2 separate regions of the Anas platyrhynchos genome follow, and region 2 is linked to region 1. A link is a contact called in public Hi-C data. All regions are on one chromosome and are shown on one strand. The core of a region is the stretch at or near the end of the contact, and the rest is flanking DNA. Distances in the headings are between cores, read along the strand shown. Region 1 holds the start of ZNF451 (zinc finger protein 451). Region 2 overlaps DST (dystonin).

Region 1 (3,367 bases), core at 382-2,881:
CAACTCATGAAAAGTGAGATGGTGAATCTGCATTGCAGTTGTTCTACCAGCCAAAAAGGCTGCAGGCTGCATTTTTTCTCTTCTGCATGAAACTGAGTCTGCATAAGAACTGTCTAAAACTTTCCCCACAACCTAAGAAGTCTGTACTTTCCCAGGCATTACCTAAAATACTGTTATTTTGGAGTTCAGAGTTTCATCAGCATACTGTCAATGCTGACATGATTACATGTATCAATCCTCTTGCTATTCTTTTTTTTTTTTTCCATAATTGTTTGTGTAGCCGGAGGATGTTTGGATGGGTCACTGCAATAGCAAACATGCTTCATTTACTTGAGTTACTGCTGAAAATTTCCTATTCAGTGTCATTTTCATAGAGGAGCAGTTTCAAAAAACAATGCCACCTTGTTCTATTAACCCAATATTATTGCACATCAGATTATCTACCTTCAAGAATAACAAGTAACTAAGTGCAAATACAAGCTACAAACAGAACAGCTGCTATCAACGTTCTGTTAGCACATATAAGTTAAAATGCAAAATATGAAATTTTAGGCATCAACAAGGACTTGAATTTTCTAAGCAGTAGTTTAGTTTTGTTTATGCACCTCAATAGTGATGAAGTTGTAGAAATTTGTTACCTAGTCTATTTTAATTAGTAGTCAAACAGTAAAAAAGAAACAAGAATTACATCTCACTGAAGGGGCTAATTCTGAGTTTACACAACAGAAAATGTATATAAAAATATTTCAGTCATTGTGGTGGTTGGTTGGTTGGTTTTTGCCATTCAGCATCTCAGTATATCTACCAGAGAGCTGTTTTCATTCACACATGAAATGGGGCTTAAAACTTACAGTACAGTAACTTGCTTACAAGAAAAGTGCACTAAATTAATGCTGACTTTAAGTGCCCTGTGATGCGTTATTTCTTTCACAAAGCTTCCAGATCACCAAAACTTAACATACTGTCCTCAAATCTTCCTCAGGTATACAAAATTTAGTAAGGAGGAATAGTGACGTGCTTTGTGTGCATTTAGGTCTTTCATGTAGGCATGCAACTGTGTCATTACATGTTCCTATTTACCCAGCGTTAATGCGTTGAGCAAAGGCAATTCATATGTACTTGGGGTGGCTCAAGGTAACTGGGGTGAAGGGAGGAGAGCAGTAGTAGATAAAAGGCAAGAAAACAAGTCAATAAAATAAATAAAATTCATCTTAGCTGTGTCATTTTATTTCAGGATCTCATCATTTTCAGTTACAGGTCTCCAAGATATCAACATTTCATCCATTAACATTCACAAGCCCGTTTATTTTCCCTCAGCATTTTGTAGCAGCAGAGCCCACCACAGACATCCATCCCCGTCGCCCACCCTGCTCCCCCACACAGCCTGGCTGCCGCAGTGCATTCCCCAGCCAGGAAACTCAAATTATAAGGGAAAAGGGGTCGCAGATCCCCAGAGTAATGTTTCTTTTAGATCTTCCAAGCTTGCCCACCCTGCATGAAGCCACCAGAGCCGAGGCCCGGTGGTTACCACACAGCTTCCACCCCCTGCCACCCCCTGAGACATGGCGCGGGCGGGGCAGGGGGCATGAGGAGGGAGCCCCGGGAGGGGGGGGGGGGGCACGTTTTGCCCCCACCCCGCCCTCAGAACCGAAGCCTCTTTCAAGCAGGGCGGCCACAACGTTCCCCGCCCGGCTACCGGCGCCGGGACAACGGTGTCCGGGGGGCGAGCAGGGAGCAGGGCACGGGCGCCATCGCCCCACAGCCTCCTCCTGCTGCTGCTCCCGCTCCCGCCTCCGCGCCCTGGCCGCCGCCCGCCGCTATGGCCGGCGCCGGCCCCGGCCCCGGTCCTGGTCCCGGCACCATCGCGTGGGTCCCCGGGCTCCGTGCACCGTAGCGGGGAGGGGATGGAGAAGGAGAAGGGGAAAGGGACGGGGGTGAAGCCGGGCGGCGACTACAAGTCCCGGCAAGCCGCGCTGCCGCCACGCCTCTCCCCCTTCCCCGCCGCCCCCGGGGGAAGAGGAAGCGGCGCTGCAGCGGGCAGCAGCCCCAGGGTGGGTTTTGGGGCGAGCGGGGTGGTACCGAGCCCCCCAGGGCCATGCCGAGCCCCCCGGGGCGGTGCCGAGCCCCCACGGGTGCTTCTCCCCCTGGGGACGCCGGCAGCGGGGCGCTGCCTGGGTTAGGCCGCGGTTTGGGGATTGGGGTGGGGGGGGGGCCTGGCAAATTGAAATCCGCGGTGGTGAGGGGATTTGGGGTTTGTGTCTCCCTAGGTGATGGAGCCCTACGGCTCGGCCGCCGGTTCCGAGAGGAGGTCGTCGGCTTCCGAAAGCGAGGACGAGATTGAGTTTGTTGGAGTAAGTAGGACCCCGCGCCTGCAAACGGGGGCTTGGGGCAGAAAACTTAATGCGTGCCCTTCAAATGTAACCAAAATCAGCAAAAATTGTGACATCTGAAGTCGTCGGTGTCAGCTTTAAGATAACAAGTTTGTATTAAACAGATAACAAGCTTATATCAAAGGTGCTTTTGGCCCCTTCGTTGGGAAGGTGCTGGGTGATGCCAGTCGGTCCTACAGGGCGAACCTAGAGCCGAGCAGCCCAGCGGGTGGGTGTGGGGTGTGAGGGGGCCGGGGGGTACACGGCAAGGTCAGGCACTGCTGGTCGTGTGGCGGGGTGCTTAATGAGCAGCCTCATCAAAGGTAACGAGGTAAGAGGCCTTAAGCAGTCTTCTCAAATCGTGAAGCAGTGTCCTGTACCTACACTACAGCACCAGTTACCCGTTCACCTTACACACACCTAACCTTAAGATACTTATATCTGTCAAATACCCAAGGAAAAGAGGGTGTTTTTCATGCTGGCAGTGCTCTAGCCTCAATCCAGCATCAGTCAATTGGTGCTGGATGGCAGGCACATGTGGAAGAACAGAAAGATGATTTATCCTAAAGCAGAAGTCACACAAATAAGAGATAAGCCATTTATTGATGCTGGGACTGAAAATGGGTGGCTTCCTATGGATTTCTCTTGTTTTTAATGCTAAAAAGTAAGTGGCAGTAGATTTCTTCCTGTTTTTCATGGTGTTTGATGAAGTCTAAGTTCATTGTACACCTTTCTGCACAGGTATTTAGGTGCTGAGGTATAAGGGGCATACACATGTTTTTGCTAAACCTATAAGTACTTGACCGTCTCTGAGACTTCTTGATCTTTTGGTTGAATTTTACCAGAATTGACTAATGAGTTCAGAGTTCTTTAAATAAACGGGCAAGCGTTCATGTGTAGCATGATTGTATAAGCCTCACTTTCTTAAAACGCTGGGCGAAGAATGAGGAAGTTAACATAGCTTTGGGCGTGCAATGATTGAAGGGCTGCTGTAGAAC
Region 2 (3,178 bases), core at 270-2,769, 130 kb before region 1:
ACATTAAAACCCCTGATACTAGATTTCATTATGCTAAATGCTGAAAAAATTAAAAGCACAAGGGTCTTCATTTTTGAACCCAAAACAACTGTGCCTTTTTATGTTTCCATTCAAAGAACCACGGAAAACTGTGTGCTAAAGGCTTTCCCACAAAAGCAGGCAATTTTTCTACAATAAAACCCTGTGAGAGGGTCCCCCTCCTCCCTGCCCCTCTGGCCAGGACGTGTCACTCTCCAGCTCCCTTAGGAGAACTGAATCCCAAGCCAGACTGGAGCCACAGTGCAGGCTGGTGACTAAAGACAAGGGAGGACATCAGGTTGAGGACAGAGGAAAGGGACATACATCTAAAAGACACCAGACCAGCGCTGCTGAAGAGTCACAGGCATGCAAGTCGGCATATCCACCCTTTTCAACACAAAATTCCTGACAATAGCAATGTGCAGAATTGTGAGACAACAAAATTTAACAGTTTCTAATCTGTCCATTTTGTTTCCTCATTAGATGCAGTTTAATTTTGTGCCTTAAAGATTATTTATCCTCTGGCCTGTCTCTCACAATGCACATTTGTTTACTTTCTGTTTGTTTCTTATACTCTGAGGTTTCCAAAGTATTTCAGAACCAAACATTTTCCCCAATTCATCTTTCTAGAAATCACAGATGTTTCAGAGATAAATCCATACTGTTTATGAAGAAAGTGCCATAGAGGTTTCACAACAGGAAAAACAGCAATATATGCCTTAGACTTCTTTCTTAGTTCTGCCATTGACTGACAGTTATTGAGAAGATTAATTGATTAGGACATACGACTGTGACATGCTAGCACAGGATAACATAATAAGGAATTTGTTCCAATGCCCTGAGCAGCAGATGTGCACCTAAAAAGATGTATTTGGGCAATTGATGTATTTTGGGCAAGTGTGTTCACTCAACGCAGGAGGCCACATCTCGAAGGAACACCTTGTGCTTCTCAGGAGATCCTATATTGCCACTTGAGGAAAAGCTCAAAAAACCTCTCAATCATCACTCAGGCAGGTTTTGCCTCTCAACACATATAATGAATTCTTAGATCTTTAAACACACAAAACTAAGTATTGTTTCACTGCTGTTTTCCTAACACATCCAAGACTCCTTCAAATCGTGTCGTACCACAGCATTCAGGTGGGAGCTCCTGGATGGACCCACAGGATTTGCAGACCCCCCGTGCATTTCATTAAGACTTCTTGTGGCTTTTCAATAAAACAGCAGAATTGTCAGCCCTACACTCTGCAAGGTCCACGTGCAAAGTAGGTTACATGCTGCCTCAGGCAGCTTTTTGCAATATACCCATGTGAGTGTGGGAGACCGGATAATTTGGGCATGACAAGAGATTCTTTAAGGAAGATGTGGGAGGTATTTAGTGGCTATGGGGCATATGACAAACCAGAAGCAAAATGGCTTCATCAGTCAAAAGCAGACAGGGAAGATTTAAGGTACTGTTTCAGAGATGATTCATCTTCTGATCTTCTTCTTCTGGCATGCATACTACAATGTTTGTGTCAAGTAAAGCTCCACCCCCCTCAATATGAGCATGAGATATTTTTCATATCATACATTCCCAGTAAACTTAAGCCCTGCATTGAGGAACCTGCGCTGCCACTAATAAAAACTGCTTTTAAAATTGTAGCAGACGCGGAGCTGTAATCCTGCCCCAGATCCCAGCACTTTAGGCACTCTACAAATGGAGACCGTAAAGATGTCGCTGCCTCTGAAATCTAGCAAATTAATACCCTGCATAACTCACATAGCTTCATCATACTGTTCAGCTGACGCATTTGGTTGACCCTGTAATCGAGTTGTTATCAGTTACAACCTCGTGTACAGTTCCCCTTCTGCAGTCAAAGGCCCTGAGCCACAGGGCTTGATTTCCTTTTCTGTAGGCCGGTGTCACAACAAACCTGACACCATCGCCTTCAGCCTGCCTGGGTCTCATTTCCAGTGACACAAAACGAAGCCTTGATTCAGCTGCATGGGCACACACCTAAGACCATTTCATGTGCTGAGGGTTATGCCACTTGCCCCAAGGCTTCTTCTCCAGGAGGATGCAGGTTTGCTGAAGTCCGTCCTGTCAGCCTCTCACAAACCTGTCCTGAATTCCCTAACACATCTCAACGGCCCTAGGTAACTACACACCTGAACTGAATCTGCACAAACTGACCTCTGGTTTTGCCACAGGCCATGGCAAAGAACAAGCTATCTTCCACATGAATCACACATGCTACAGGCTGTGACTTGGCAGTGAAGTCATCTAAAACCTCTTTCACTGATGCACTTCACAGAGCCACAGCCAGGTAGCGAATCTGACCATAACTCTACAAAAGAAAAGTGAGATGAAACTAACCCACTTCTTTTTTTCTTGACAGTTTAGTTGTGTTGTACTGATATTGGACAAAATCTGGTTGTGTATGCCTGTATGGATGATATGGGAAAGTCTGTCCCTGCTGCATCTGCAAGCAAAAACTGCTTGGTGTTGAAAGGAAGGAAAGAACATGCCCTGCTAAAACTCTATGAAAACAATCTCGCCCCTTTTTCTGCTTCAGAAGAAAATCTGGCAGGAAAATAGTGTTGTGGCCCTTTCTGTGCATACAGTGGATGCACACCCAGCACGGAGACACCTCACAGACACTGGTGCTACGGCACAGCATGCTCCAGCCCAGTGCCTAAAATGCAAGGGATTGCGTTCTCAACTGAAACAGCAGAGGAAGGAAAGGAAATAATGTGTTGCAGAATACTGAGGAGAAGGCAAAAGAGGCCAGAGTGAGCATATGATCAGATAAGGCAGGAACAGCCAGCAGCTACTCCCATGTGCCAGAGGCAGCCAGGAACTCCCTCAAGGAAGTGAGGCAACTGCACGACCCTGGGGCCGCAGGCCTTGGAGCCAAGGCAAGCTTTGTGCTCACACTCTTGCAACCGTTCCAGTTTGTACAGGCTGAAGAAAGCAGACGATCGTAATCACGTATCTTTCTTCAAATATTGGGATTTTTCTTATCTATGCCACAGGTAAGCTGAAGCGATGGTGCAGAGAACAAGCCAAACCAGGCCTCTCCTTACAGTTTTCAGAACTGGCAGCAGTCGAATCAAATCTGATTCCTGTTTTTGAGGAACTGAAGTTTTGCTGACAAGCCTTTATTAAAAACCAGTG

Evidence for each region. Hi-C and Micro-C count contacts between places; a contact is called where the count stands out from the background.
Region 2: a Hi-C map of skeletal muscle shows a contact between it and region 1, with 2.0 times the contacts expected there. The contact joins the enhancer-like site here to the promoter of ZNF451 in region 1. A contact is called at or near these places in 3 of 8 Hi-C or Micro-C datasets (skeletal muscle and subcutaneous adipose tissue).

What each region holds. Positions count from the first base shown.
Region 1 is chr3:94,658,099-94,661,465 of IASCAAS_PekinDuck_T2T, reverse strand. ZNF451 (zinc finger protein 451) reads left to right here and starts at 1,631. Exons shown (of 16, transcript XM_072036325.1): 1 at 1,631-1,866; 2 at 2,268-2,351. The coding sequence starts at 2,271.
Region 2 is chr3:94,791,747-94,794,924 of IASCAAS_PekinDuck_T2T, reverse strand. The region is part of intron 5 of DST (dystonin); the gene reads right to left. Among named protein-coding and RNA genes, the nearest start is that of DST, 110 kb to the right of the region's middle. Within about 2 kb of position 1,519, at least 8 of the 8 cell types and tissues checked have an H3K27ac peak or open chromatin away from gene starts, as enhancers often do. A contact at or near this core is called in subcutaneous adipose tissue, where this site is marked.